Linked DNA regions of Mus musculus: regions 2 and 3 are each linked to region 1. A link is a contact called in public HiChIP or PLAC-seq data. All regions are on one chromosome and are shown on one strand. The core of a region is the stretch at or near the end of the contact, and the rest is flanking DNA. Distances in the headings are between cores, read along the strand shown. Region 1 has its middle 24 kb from the start of Plk2. Region 2 has its middle 10 kb from the start of 4930526H09Rik. Region 3 has its middle 52 kb from the start of Gm33172.

What was found. HiChIP or PLAC-seq counts read pairs in DNA pulled down with a chosen protein or histone mark.
Region 2: a CTCF HiChIP or PLAC-seq map of the NIH/3T3 cell line shows a contact between it and region 1, with 11 read pairs. The contact joins two enhancer-like sites. A contact is called at or near these places in 1 of 15 datasets of contacts at CTCF or cohesin (the NIH/3T3 cell line), 5 of 484 Hi-C or Micro-C datasets (bone marrow-derived macrophages, cerebral cortex and embryonic fibroblasts) and 3 of 115 datasets of contacts at active chromatin or transcription factors (bone marrow-derived macrophages, embryonic basal ganglia and pancreatic cancer cells).
Region 3: a contact with region 1 is called in a CTCF HiChIP or PLAC-seq map of the NIH/3T3 cell line, with 7 read pairs. The contact joins two enhancer-like sites. A contact is called at or near these places in 1 of 15 datasets of contacts at CTCF or cohesin (the NIH/3T3 cell line), 4 of 484 Hi-C or Micro-C datasets (the AML12 cell line, adipose-derived mesenchymal stem cells, embryonic fibroblasts and 1 more) and 2 of 115 datasets of contacts at active chromatin or transcription factors (bone marrow-derived macrophages and pancreatic cancer cells).

Annotation. Positions count from the first base shown.
Region 1 is chr13:110,416,696-110,421,284 of GRCm38.p6, reverse strand. No RefSeq gene overlaps it. Among named protein-coding and RNA genes, the nearest start is that of Plk2, 24 kb to the right of the region's middle. Within about 2 kb of position 2,439, at least 30 of the 459 cell types and tissues checked have an H3K27ac peak or open chromatin away from gene starts, as enhancers often do. A contact at or near this core is called in the NIH/3T3 cell line and pancreatic cancer cells, where this site is marked.
Region 2 is chr13:110,911,845-110,916,433 of GRCm38.p6, reverse strand. No RefSeq gene overlaps it. Among named protein-coding and RNA genes, the nearest start is that of 4930526H09Rik, 10 kb to the right of the region's middle. Within about 2 kb of position 2,488, at least 46 of the 459 cell types and tissues checked have an H3K27ac peak or open chromatin away from gene starts, as enhancers often do. A contact at or near this core is called in the NIH/3T3 cell line and pancreatic cancer cells, where this site is marked.
Region 3 is chr13:110,733,599-110,738,187 of GRCm38.p6, reverse strand. No RefSeq gene overlaps it. Among named protein-coding and RNA genes, the nearest start is that of Gm33172, 52 kb to the right of the region's middle. Within about 2 kb of position 2,402, at least 28 of the 459 cell types and tissues checked have an H3K27ac peak or open chromatin away from gene starts, as enhancers often do. A contact at or near this core is called in the NIH/3T3 cell line and pancreatic cancer cells, where this site is marked.

The sequences.
Region 1 (4,589 bases), core at 1,190-3,689:
GTAGGACTCTTGAGAAGCAAAGATTGATTCATACCATTTCCAGAAAGTAATCAGACAGCTCTCAGATGGTCCTGTGATAAGAGGGTCACGTGAAAAGTTCTGGCTAGGGAAAACAGACTGTTCATGTGATGCAAGCAGTTGCTGTGGGTTTCAGTAAACTCCAAGATTAAAAGAGTTAGGTAGGGGCAAGGACTAGTCACCAAAAAATGGAAAAGGTCTGAAACACAAGTGAGAAGACCATTAGTTCAGTTTTCACGTGTTGCATTTGCTCTTGTGAGAAGGCTCCAAGTTGACCTTTCAAACAACTATGAAACACGTTGGTATGCCACTTAGAAAAGTAGACAGCTGGATATTCCTGCAGGAAGGTATCTACGTGTTCATGATGTCAAAAACAGCATGGACATAGGTGTGTGCTGGGTTCTACTTTGAAGATGGTCAACACTTGAAATATGGGAAGAAAGTCTTGTAGTAAAGACTTGAGAGGGAGCAAGGAGACACCTAAAAAGTCAGGAGCACGTGCTGCATTTTGAAAGTCAAAAATAAATGTTATTTTAAAGATTGAGATGTCGCTGTGTCTCTCACTGTTGGTAGAACTCGTAGGATAATAAGAAGCAGTGAATTGCTCTGAGCATCACATTAGTGTTAAAAGGTTTCCTCCACGGGTTTCTTCTTCACCAACGCCCTAAGTCTCAACATGGCAGAGGGATCCTCCTGGGATCACGATCAAGGACCACATGAGGTGCTGTGCTGTTCAATCAGATTTGGAAAAGCGAGCAGAAGCATTTTCCTACAAGGAGAAAATGGTCCTTGTGAGTTATGATTTCACGCAATTATTTAGATTAGTTATAAGTGTCTTCACAGTCACCGTGCAGATTTCCATCTTGAAGGCGAGAGAAAGCTGAGCCTGGCATTTCTAAGAGTAGGCAGATAGAAATGATAGAAACACGTTCTGAAGGTGTGCGTAGGGGGAGGGAGAGGTCAGAGAAGGCTGAAGGATGGCGACGCTCATATGAAGACTCTAAATTATCCTTGTTTCCCAGGGGGCTTGTGGGTGCTGGGCAGTGCCTGTGTGTGTGCTCTGTGTCCACAGAACTCAGTGCTGCATACATAGTGCACGAAGAAGACAAGGATGGGAACCTGAAAAGCCAGGATTTATACTGAAATCCAACACATTTGAAAAAGCTATATCTCAAGTGGAGTGTTGACTCATTCTTTCCAAGCAGATAGATGAATTACTGATATTTGAAATAATTTTGATGTTTCTGATTTCATAATGCATTTCCTGATCCTTTCCCTGGTCTTTATTATTTATCATATGCATATAATGAATTTTTTTTAACTTTGTAGACTAGACACGCCTCCTATCCACTGAAAAGGAAGCAAGGAGAGCTGTGTCATAGGAAAAGCTGCCTCAAGGCAAAACGAGCTCGATGCTATTACACATCTTATTCAGGCCTTACAGTAAGTGCAAGGAGTTAGTCATAGATTCCCGAATCTTACAGAAAGGCACACATATAATGAATGAAATTCCTTGGCTCCGGGTGATTAATGAGTAGATGTTTTCACAGCACTGATCCTCAGTCCTCTCTCTCTCCTTAGAGTGCATCATGCTGTCTGCTCAGCACTTCAAAGCTACCTATAGGAAGGGCCTGTGCCATCAAACATTATCTTTCCCTAGTTGTGAACCTTTGAGCTCCTCAGGGTGTCCATTTTAAATTAGACATTGGAGGAGAAACTAATTTTTTGTGAGGAAAACTTACATTAGATTCATCTTCCTTAACATTATGGAAGATAGAAAAATAAAGCCTGTGAAGAATTGCAAATCTGTGAGGAATGTGAGGCAGGGTCCTATAATATCCATAGTGAGCTTCTTGCACTATTTCCTTACACCAACACTGTTGAAGGCAGCCGCTGGAGTAACCGCATGACCACTCAGGACTCGTCCCTCTCTGGAACAATTAGCAACTTAGTACTGATATTATCCCCTCATACTGTCTCCAACTTCGTCTATGTTTCTAAAGTATAGCTACAATCCAGGAAACACTAAGCACTAACTAGTGGACTAGTTCCCTTTTAGAAGAGCCACACACAACAACAAAACAAACAAACAAAAGCACAAAAAGGTAGGAGGAGTTAAAAACCAGATAATATCAGTTCTAGCTGCTGACTTTTTCATGATTTTCTTGGTAGTCGTAGCATGGTAAACTGTCACCTTTTACCCAGTAGGATTTAGCAGCTGTCTCAGTGAAGAGTGTTTGCCCCACAGTTTTTTTTGAAAAAAGCTACATTTCCCAAAGTTCAACCACCTCTCAACTAAAACAGACGCACATGCCATGCTCTTACAAATGTAAAACACCACTTCTTTAAGAAGCCTCAAAGAGTTTGGCGTGCCAATCTGCAGAGCTGTGGTGCCAAACGGATCCAGTGATTCATCACCGATGATGTCAGAGCAGGTCCCAGGTCCTGCACCCACTGAGAAGTGGAGACTTCCCAATCCACTGTGGGAGTAGGAGATAAGATCGTCTTCTCTTTGGGTTAGGCAGAAGGCCATGGCCACAATGTTGCCAGTCAACCTCTGTAGAAATGTCAACATTTGCTTTTGATGCCTTTGTTTCACAGAAACATTCCAAGGACTTCTTTGAAGCCATTAAACAAGTCATTCCATTTTTATTTGTTTGATCCTTCCTTCTTTCTCTGTCTGAGTTGAGCTTTCAGTCATTACAGATGTCTATGCATGTAAAATAATATAGACTGAATAACAAAAATCAGCTACCTTGATACATTTGTTCATATGCAATGAATTAATATGTAATGAAACTTCATTAAGGACCGAGCACTGTTTTAACTTATACCTCCTATCTCCGTGTGGAGAGGAAATGGGTATTGACCAGTGGTTGCATTACAAGGTTACATGTGGAAGCTGCTGCATGTGTATAACAAAGTTGCAATAGCAATTCATAGAAGTAGCTGGCTGGGCAGATGCCTACATAATTCACCAAGAGCAAATATCTGATATTTAGTAATACATTAGAATATCTTTTATTTTTTTATTTTTTTATTTTTTTGTCTCTGGCATTTCTCTGTGTCTAATGGCATGGATAAGAAGGAGTTTCCTGTCCTTAAACTCCTTGCGTTAGAATTGGTCCATAACAGCATATACAAAATTTGGAAGCAAAGGCAATACAAAGTCACATGATTATCCCTTTGCCATTACCACGCCAGTGCATAAGCTCTCCAGAGAACAGCTGAAGACTTTTAATCCTTTATTTTGTACAACTTACAGCTGTGAACTTGGATGGTCTTCTCCTGTGGCTATTTGAACTTTCTGATTCTATGAATGTTAGTGGCAAGTCAAAGACTCACAGTATCTTTCTGTGACCTTCATTTCCTGCTGTTTTTCAACACTCTGACATTAGGTGTCCCTTCTCCCCTGGAAGCCCCGCATGTGACACTCTAGTTTAGTCTACTGTAGCCAGCAGGCTTTGGTAAGTTCAGAAGCAGAGTCACATGATGCTGCTGGTCTCTACAATAACCACCATCATCACCAGTATTTATAGAAAGCCTACAATTTGTATCATAGTATATTAATGTACTCCTCATTAAGATGAGGAAATCAATAAAAACAAACCCTGAGAAGGTTTTAAAAGATCTCTGAAATTCCAAACAGTAAAGTCAGAATTCAGGTGAACTAAAAGGGAGGCCGTTCTGATTGGTATTTTGGCTTTGGTATTTTGATGTGTGTGTGTGTGTGTGTGTGTGTGTGTGTGTGTGTGTGTGTAATAGAGGAGGGAAGGGAGTATTGTGTTCACATTTGTATGCATATTTTTATATGCTGATGCACAAGTGCACAAGCCAGAGGTTGGAGTCAAGTATCTATCTCCATGGTCCTCAGTCTTATTTTTTGAGACACAGTCTCTCACTGAACCCTAGCCCACTGGTTGCGACATCTGGTTAGCAGAAAGCTCCAGAAATCTGCCTTGTTTCTGTTCTCTAAGGCTTCGGTTGAATGCTTCCAGGTGATCTGACTCCAGAGGAGTCAGTGCATAATCAAGAAATATTTACTAAGTAACTCTTTCTAAGTGGCAAGTGTGTGGCCTCCCAGTTTTAAGAATTATTTTGGTGGACCTGGGATGTCTGACATTCATTCAAGAAAAGCAAAACAAAGCAAACAAAAACTTTTCTCTTTCGTGAGTCAGAGGCCATGACAGTGAGGTCGAGGCAAGGGTAGATTATCCTTTTTCATATGATCTAGGTTTCCTGGAGGGATGTACTAGACTTCTTCTTTAGCCAAAGTTATCAGGACAATGGATCCCAACTTTTTGTATTCTTCAGAACTTCCTGGTATTGCTTTTAATGTGTTTATAAGTTTCACACACACACACACACACACAGAGAGAGAGAGAGAGAGAGAGAGAGAGAGAGAGAGAGAGAGAGATTTAGCAACTGTGCAGTAAAGCTGGGAAATCTGGAGTTTTATTAAGTATCCAAAACACCTGTTAAAGATACAAAGGACACTTATCCTAATTATGATGGTCACACCTAGTGATTCAACAGACAGCAGAGACTGCCGGAAGCCTGTAGTCATTTCG
Region 2 (4,589 bases), core at 1,239-3,738, 500 kb before region 1:
TGATCATGTAGGTGAAGAACTTTGGAGCCGAAACATATTTGAATGATTAAAATAAAGGACTCAACAGACCCAGAGAAAAATAAGAACCAGTAAAATGTACTGAGAAATTACAAATAATCAGGAGAGGTTCTGATAAGTTGTGTTCCTAGTTTCCTATCCACAAAATACTAGTCTTTTATTTTCTTTTAGGTATAATTATAATTATTATTATTAATAGAAAAATGAGTTTTTCAAGTACTTATCATTTTATCTCAAAAATAAAAATGTTTGGTCAAGGTCAGTGGTAGATTTTATATATGATTTGGCATTCCTTTGGGGCACAATAGCAAGCTATACCTGAGAATGAACTATGATCTGTAAAGATTCAAAATCCCTGGAAAAGAACAGGGAGAATCCACCATGTTTTCATTGTTTGCCATCTAAAATAGTTTGACAGTTTCATGGATACAAAGACAGCGCAAGTGCCACCTGAGTGGCTGGTTTCTCTGCAGACTTGTTAAAGCAATAGCCCTTTTATTATCCCTGTGTGAGGAGATGCTATGAGCAATGGTTCTGTGTTGTCTATGATTTTCTTTGAAAAACAAAACATTTCAAAGCATTGGTATTGGTTACTCTGTCTGTGTAGTATGTATGTATGTATGTATGTATGTATGTATGTATGTTAGGGTTAGCTTCAATCTATACTATACTTAGGGTATACTTAGGGTTGACGCCTTAGTTGAAATATAAATTTGATGCCATATTAATTTTCTAAGGGAGTTCTAAACAAATCATTGCAGGCTAGGTGAATCAAAATGGCAAAAAGTTATCCTCTCTTGGCTCTGCAGGCTGTAAATATAAAATTGAGGTGTTACCAGGGTAGATTCATTCTAAATTATCTGAAGGAATATATTTCCTGCCTTTTCTAGCTCTGGTGGAGGCTAGCAGCCCTTGATTCATGATGTACATCTCGGTTCTCAGACTCAGCATATTCTTCTTTCTCTTTGTCTGTGTGCTCTACAGTTGAGACTTGAAGTGCTCCCAATGTCTGTCTGTTAACATTTGGGTGCTTTCCTGCCAAGCTGTTGGGAACTGGTGGAAACCCTAAGGGGTTGAGCTTAGTGGAAAGCATTTACATTCTTGTGGGTGTGATGGAAGGGAACATTGGGAACCCCAGATTTTTCCTACCTACATGTTCCTCTATTGTCATGAGATGAAGAGGCCATCTCTGCCATATGCCTCCCCTGTGACACACCACACACATGTTATTGTGAGTCCAAAACAACTATGAATGAATCTATATATTTCCTCCTTGAAGTTGATTTAGGGTAGGGTTTTAATCCAACATCCATTTTCATCAAATTATTTAAATAATTCTACTTCCAAGATAAGGTCACATTTCCATGTTCCTGGTGAGTGAATTTTTGAGGGAGACATTCTTTAACGCAGTCATAAACAATATCTAACTAAAGTTTCTACCAAAGAACTAACTATTGGATGAATATTGTGTGAGCAGATGAATTTCAGAGTTGTAAGGAGTTAGAAATAGATTGTGGCATCAGGGGTTCTTATGTAAATCTCTAATACTGGTACTCAGGAGGCTGAGGCAGGAGGATCATGAATTCCAAGCTAGCTTGGGCTACATAGGGAGAACTTATATCAAAACAAAATATATTTTATTTGCTAAATTAATACATTAGACTGATTTGAAATATTAAAAACATAATTTGTGTTCTTAGAGAAACGTCTGAGGGGCGGTGGGTACTTAGCTTTCATTCTTCAGCATGCTTCCCAGAAGGACCTTGATTGGAAAATCAGTTGACTTATTTGCCTGAATTTCCTAAGTACTGTCTCTAAAACACTTTTGCGTGGGTATAGAGGGACCTTTCCATATATGGTAGCTAAGCAACCCACATTTTCAGATAACTGGAAGTGTTAGCATATAAAATTTACAGAGTTATGATTTGGGTAACTGCTTAATAATAAGTGTATACATGCTACAATTAATTTTAAACACTGTAGGACATTGTTCTAGGACTTATATACTACAGAGGACTTAAAGATCTTTCGAGTCAAAATTGGCTGAAGGTAATTCAAAGCACATATCAGCTGACAGTTTTTTTTTTAATATTACAAATCATAGGGCCAGAGAGATGGCTTAGCAGCTAAAGATGCTTGCTAGCAAGTCTAACAATCTAAAGTTGATTCCCCAGGAATCATACAATGTGAAGAGAGAACAGACTCCATCAAATTATTCTACTCTTCTGTGGGGTGGCCACCACTCTTATCCTCTTTTGTTAGTTTATTCATATGAAATAACACAACTCAGCACTTAGTTATTTTATGCCTTAAATCCTTGTATCCGTGAAGGTTTTTAAAAATGAAATGGGTTTGGCTACATTGGAACTCTTCACCTGGGACTTTCCATATGAGTCTTTCTCCATCCTCTGCAATGGTAAGATTGTTCTGTGGCTGACTCGTGTGTCTGGAATTCTCTCCCTCACACATTCCACCAGGGCCTCCATTTTCTGGCATTCAGTGCCGGGTGCCAGGCATCTGTTGATTTGGCTTGCGTTTCATATGAACCTTTACTGTTTGGCTGAGATTTATGTCTCAGAGAGGGTTACTCATCACAAGTCACCAGCTTTGCTGCACAGTGTGTGTGGTTGTTGATAAAAATTTTCTTTAACGGGACATGCTATCTGAATTGTTCAAATGCACTCTTCAGTCCGTTCATGCTGTTTCCTGGCTATACATTTCAACAAACAAGAAAGATATAGGCCTATGGTGCTGGTACCCTGCTTATGGTCTGTTCTGAGCATCACTGAAAAATTGTAGTAATGGCAAGTGTGTGTGTGTGTGGGGGGGGGATCATTATAACAGCAGCACGAATTCAAGTGTGGGAGGAGAAAGAATCTGTGCAGATCTCTCCCTTAATCTAATTAGTCTTGATGATAGCATGGAGGAGAGAGGTGAGGGTTAGAAAACTCAAAAAGAACTCTGTGGACAGAATAATAACAAAACTAAAATGTGTTCGTTTTTCTCAAAGGGGATAGTTGCTAGTTTCTGCTGTGGAAATTCTGAATAAGTATATGTGTTCTCATGTGTCACATTTTCCAAGAATAAACACAGCACGGATCATGCTACTAGGTCAGTAGTATGGCTGCAGAGTAGACAGGGCATGAAAGGTAATATGAGCATCTGTTCGATAGAGACAGCAAAGACTATTTTAAGGGTCCCCAATGAAGGAGCTAGAAAAAGTACCCAAGGTGCTGAAGGGGTTTGCAGCCCCATAGGAGGAACAACAACATGAACTAATCAGTACCCCCAGAGCTCCCAGGGATTAAACTACCAACCAAAGAGCACACATGGTGGAACTCATGGCTCCAGCTGCATATGTAGCAGAGGATGGCCTAGTCGGTCATCAATGGGAGAAGAGACCCTTCGCCCTGTGAAAGCTCTATGTCCCAGTATAGGGGAATGCCAGGGACAGGAAGCAGGAGTGGGGGGGGGGGGTTGGTGAGCAGGGGAAGGGGGAGGGAATAGTGGGTTTTCAGAGGGTAAACCAGGAAAGGGCATTTGAAACGTATATCAAGAAAATATCTAATAAAAAAGAAAAGAAAAAAATTATAAAGAATAATGGGAATGCTAATTAAGGGATGTATGTATAATTGATAATTATCATATATGCTAATTAATGTATTAGTACATATGTGTTTATATATTGTATGTAACTGGACATACACACATTAATTGGAACAACAGAAAAATGTGAGGTGGCTAAGGAGGAAGAGAAGAGTTACTCTGTCTCCTTTTCAATAAATAGGAATCTTTTAAAAGATTCTTACAATTAACCAGAAAAAAAAAAAGAATAAGAATTGATGGGGGCTGGAGAGATGGCTCAGTGGTTAAGAGCACTGACTGTTCTTCCAGAGTTCCTGAGTTCAATTCCCAGCAACCACATGGTGGTTCACAGCCATCTGTAATGGGATCCAAAGCTCTCTTCTGGTATGTCTGAAGACAGATACAGTGTGCTCATGTACATAAAATAAATAAATCTTTTAAAAAAAATGAGTTGCTCCTATTCATTCCATTTGCCTGTCACGTATTTTAGGGGAGTTTTAAAAATTGAACGTAATTCTCATATTTCATAAGTTGTAACACTGGAGCAGGTACCCGATTTCCCATTGATAACTCCTTTGTTCAGCTTCACTGTCTCCATAAAAGTTACTGAAGATGGGCCATGGGTGCTTCCAAACGGTGCTACTGAATGAAGGGGCATTCCTTCCTTCCTTTGGAAAATCTAAGGCAACAGACTGATCCCTCTATTTTTTTTTTCCTCCCGAAGATTTTGTTGATGACTCAATGTGTGAACTTCGTGACTCATTCATTCGTCATTTAGAAAACATGTAATGAGGACTTAGAGGTCAGTCACTGTGACAGCGGTAAATATGTGAAAAAGCAAAACAAAACAAGGATGCTAACTGAGCTGAGTGCTAGGCTCCGGACTGTAGCTGGGCACTCCTTGCAAAAACAGGGCATTGGCGATTGAAAATGTGCATGCCAAATATTTAAGATTATATTGTAAAACAGCAGTCCCTGTTGGTCAC
Region 3 (4,589 bases), core at 1,153-3,652, 320 kb before region 1:
CTCTTTCTAGCTATAAACCAGACAACTTGGCTTAGTTGCAATGCAGGAGACAGGGCATTTATTATGGGATGTTTACTTCAAAGTACTGAGATTCCTAGTTCATGAACAACTCATCTCTACTTGTCAATCCTTTTCCTTATTTATAGCCAATAATAATGACTTAATAATGATTCACAAATAATCTAATAAAAAATAAATCCATTGCAGGTTTTTCCATAATGGTACATTTCCCATGTTCTCAAGACATAGCTTTCTTCCCAAGCTCCTGTCCACTTTATAGTTCTTCTTAATTCACATTCTGATGTAATTCTATCAAAAGGTTATGAACATTAATGCGTAGTATACTGTCTTCAAAGAGAGACTGAAGAAATAGAGAGTTAGTCAGGACTCTGAAGCAACTGAATATGCAAATATTTATTTGAATTTTAAACCACATGTAAATAGTTATATTCATATTTGAATACATACTCAACTACAGATCAAAATTTGCCAAACCATATCATATCCTAGGTCATTGAATGTCTTCATGAATATAAAAGACTATGGCCTTTGCACACAATGAATTTCAGCTAAAAATCTCTAATGCAGTGCTCTATAAGTTTAGAAATTAAGTATCACTGGACATAAACATTTATAGAGGATGGCCTTGTTGGACATCAGTGAAAGGAATGGTCCTTGGTCCTGTGGAGGTTCGTTGCCCCAGAATAGAGGAATGCCAGGGCATGAAGGCAGGAGTGGGTGAGTGGGTAGGGGAGCACCCTCATAGAGGAAGGGGGAGGGGAAGGAGATGGGGGTTTCCAGAGGGGAGACCTGGAAAGGGGATAACATTTGAAATGTAAATAAAGAAAATATCCAATAAAAATATGGATAAAATATGGATAAAAATAAATGTGCTTTTAAAAAGGAAATCTAAATAATACATAGATCAAGAAAACATCTTGAAATATTTTGAATTGAGAGATGGCTCGGTGGTTAGGTGAATGAGTGCTGCTCTTAGATAAGACCCATGTTTGGTTCTCAGCACCCCAGTCAGATGGCTCATAGCCCCATCTGACTACAGCTCCAGGGAAAATGCTACTCTCTTTTGGCTTCTAAGAATATCTGAACTCAAGTGCACACTCACTCACAGACATGCAAACATACAAGTAACAAAAAATACTTTTAAAAACTAAAAAAATACCTTAAATTGAATAACAATGAGAGCATATTTAAAAATTTTTAAGTTGTGGAATATTATTAAACCCATATTAAGTACCTTTCTTTAACATTTGGTTTTATGTGTGTGTGTGTGTGTGTGTGTGTGTGTGTGAGAGAGAGAGAGAGAGAGAGAGAGAGAGAGAGAGAGACAGAGACAGAGACAGAGACAGAGACAGAGACAAAGAGAGACAGAGAGAGACAGAGAGAGACAGAGAGACAGAGAGACAGAGAGAGCGCTGTGTGTATGCAGGGACTAACAAGGGCCAGAAGAGGGTGATAGATTCACTGGAGCCTGAGCTACAGATGACTGTGAGAAGCCTGATGTGTATGTGGAGAACTGAATTCAAGTTCTCTACAAGGGCAAAAAGCACTTTTAAGAGCAAGGGCATCTCTTTACCTACATAAATTTCTTTATATAGTCAAATACACACACACACACACACACACACACACACACACACACACACATATATATATATATATATATATATATATATATATATATATATATATATAATATCCAATAAAAATATGGATAAAGTATGGATAAAAAATAAATGTGCTTTTAAAAAAAGAAATCTAAATAATCCATAGATCAAGAAAACATTTTGAAATATTTTGAATTGAGATATATGTGTGTATGTGTGTGTGTGTACTTGTACATATTTATGAAATATAACTACTATTCAAAGCTTAAAACAAATAACATCCCATGAAATTTCTTCCTAAGTATTTGATGCCAATGTGATTAGTATTTTCCTTCCAAGGTAATATTATAATTCTTTATTATTGTTACACAGACATGACCTCTGCAAGAATGTTATCCAGTGAGTTTTGAGAGTCATAGTTTTATTGAGAAATTTAAAAACTGCTTCTTCTACCCACCACGAGATCAAATATTGTTATTTCAGAAGAAAATCAATTACTGAGTTTCTCTGGGTGAAGGGAACATATCTCTTGCTGGTGACATTTACTTAGAGGTAGAGTTCAATTCTGAGTTCATTAAACTGCAGGCCCCGCTAATTTTTCTTGTGAGGCATGTGAGGTGAGAGAACAGGCTGTATTGTCTACCATATTTGCAGCAATGATTCTGTGGATGGTAAGTACGTTTAAGTAATTCTGCTTCAGGGCTCTGTGGTTAGACTTATAGAACGTTACTCATTTGGCAACAATGCTCAGTAGAGGATCTTAGTCACCAATGCCAGGACAAGGGACAGGGCTGAAATCCTCAAGGATGCCTAATGTCGCACATAGTCCTGTAAGCCAGTAGTGCTCATGCTGTGTACACAGTCAACCCTCACAGTTCAGAACACACCAAGTATCGTTCTGCCTGGCAACTTGCCAACCTTCTCAGAGTTTTCTAAAATCAGAGCAAAGAGAAATACGGAATGAAGATGTCAGACTAATTCCCACTTTGATTAACTTCACATGTCACTGGACTTCATTTCTTCTTTTTTATTGCATTCCTGTGTGTGTGTGTGTGTGTGTGTGTGTGTGTGTGTGTGTGTGTGTGTGTGTGTGAGAGAGAGAGAGAGAGAGAGAGAGAGAGCAGAGAACAGTGTGGATCTGCTGACCACAATGTACCTCTAGTTTTGTGGCAAACACCTTCATCTAGTAGTCCATCTGTTAGACCCTGTGCCTTCATTTCTGTCATGTTGTGTTGAAAAGATTTTTAAAAGAGAAGTATTTTTACACATCTGTAGCTCAGATTTGAAAGGGAGCAAAGAGGAGTATATTATATAATTGGGTTTGAAGGGAAGAAAAAGAAGAGAAAATGTTATCATTATGTTAAATCTCAAAAATAAAATAAATTTTAGACAAGAAAATAACTACCAAAATACTTGAGTAAGCAAAGATATAAGAAGCCGAGAATTATCCTAATTTAACATTCCCTTTCTTCAACCTTAAAACATTACACTATGTTTAGAAGTTGGAAATTATAGAATTGTAGACATCACTACAATTTATATAGAAAAGAAGCAAGAAGAAAAAATTTTGAGTTATTGGGTGGTCAGGGGGAGTTAAGAAAACTTTAGTAAAATGTCAATGAGATGATTATATCTGGGCTTTTTGAAATATACTGTTAGTTTCACTTGGGCCATATTTTTATCTCCTCACAATGCTGAGTTTCCCCACATGCTGTTGGGTTGATAATTGAAAACACTGCTAAAAGATAATCACATATCATCCCAGAAGTTGCTGAGTTAAGGCTTCCTTGAAATAACTTGAAAATAATCTCTGGAGGCACATGTTATTTATTATTATTTAATAAAACATAATAAAAACTGGCAGATGTGTGTGTTGACCTGAACACAACTTCACAAGGTAGGCCAGAAATGATGTAACTAGTCTAGTCACTGAAATTTTTCCTATTTTCATATGTTTTGCTATTTTACACACCCTACAGTTGCTGGGACTCAGAATTGATAGATGGCACCCCCCCCCCCCAATTCTGTGTTCTATGTCTCTAAAACCAAGAGTGTTTTTGCTTACAGAATACTGGCCATTTGTGCTCTTGGATGCAGGCAAGACTCTCCTTGTTCTGTGTTTTACATTTCCTTTTCAAAGTGAAAACGCCAATAACACAACTAACAAGATTTCCTAAAAAGGTCTCCTTAGAACAAAAGGAATAAAATGCATCTTTGGTGTATTTATAAAGTAGCAACTGAATAACAGTAACAACTAGTGCAGCACCAAGTCTATATTGCAACTTACAGTAGCATTTCTTACAGTAGCTACTTTAACATCACCAGGGCAACAAGGTATATGTCATTCCCAAGAAGTCAACCACAGGGAAAGGCCGTGGAAAAAGAAGGCAAGAGGAGCAGACGTGTGTGGTAAGACAGACTTAATGGCCCACTCCCCTCTGCAGCGGGTCATGACCCCTTTGATAAGCCTCTAGACCTAAAAATATTTACATTACAATTTTTAACAGCAAAATCACTATTAAGAAGTAGGAACGAAAATAATTTTATGCTTGGGGGTTGCCACAACACAAGAACTGTGTTAAAGGGTTACAGCATTAACAAGGCTGAGAAGTACCGCTCTCACGTGTATCCAAGTCTGCCGATTGCAGTGACAGGTCTTAGTGAATGCTGCTTCTCTTCATACTCTGCCTTCTCTCCCCTTCTGGAATCCATCTCCGTGAACTCACAGCTTCACATGCCTTCAGTTCTGGAGACCTCCATTCCCTAAATACCATGGGCATAGTCATGATCCGATGAATGCTCAAAACTCGGGGGCAGAATTATAAAAACCATAGACCAAAGATGTAAATTCTCAGGATCATATGTTTTTCATGAGTGATAATTCCTGGGAGTGGGCCAAGAGATGACTTTAATTTTTTTTCTAGTGATTCTTACACATAGCCATTAAGGAATCATATTCTCTCC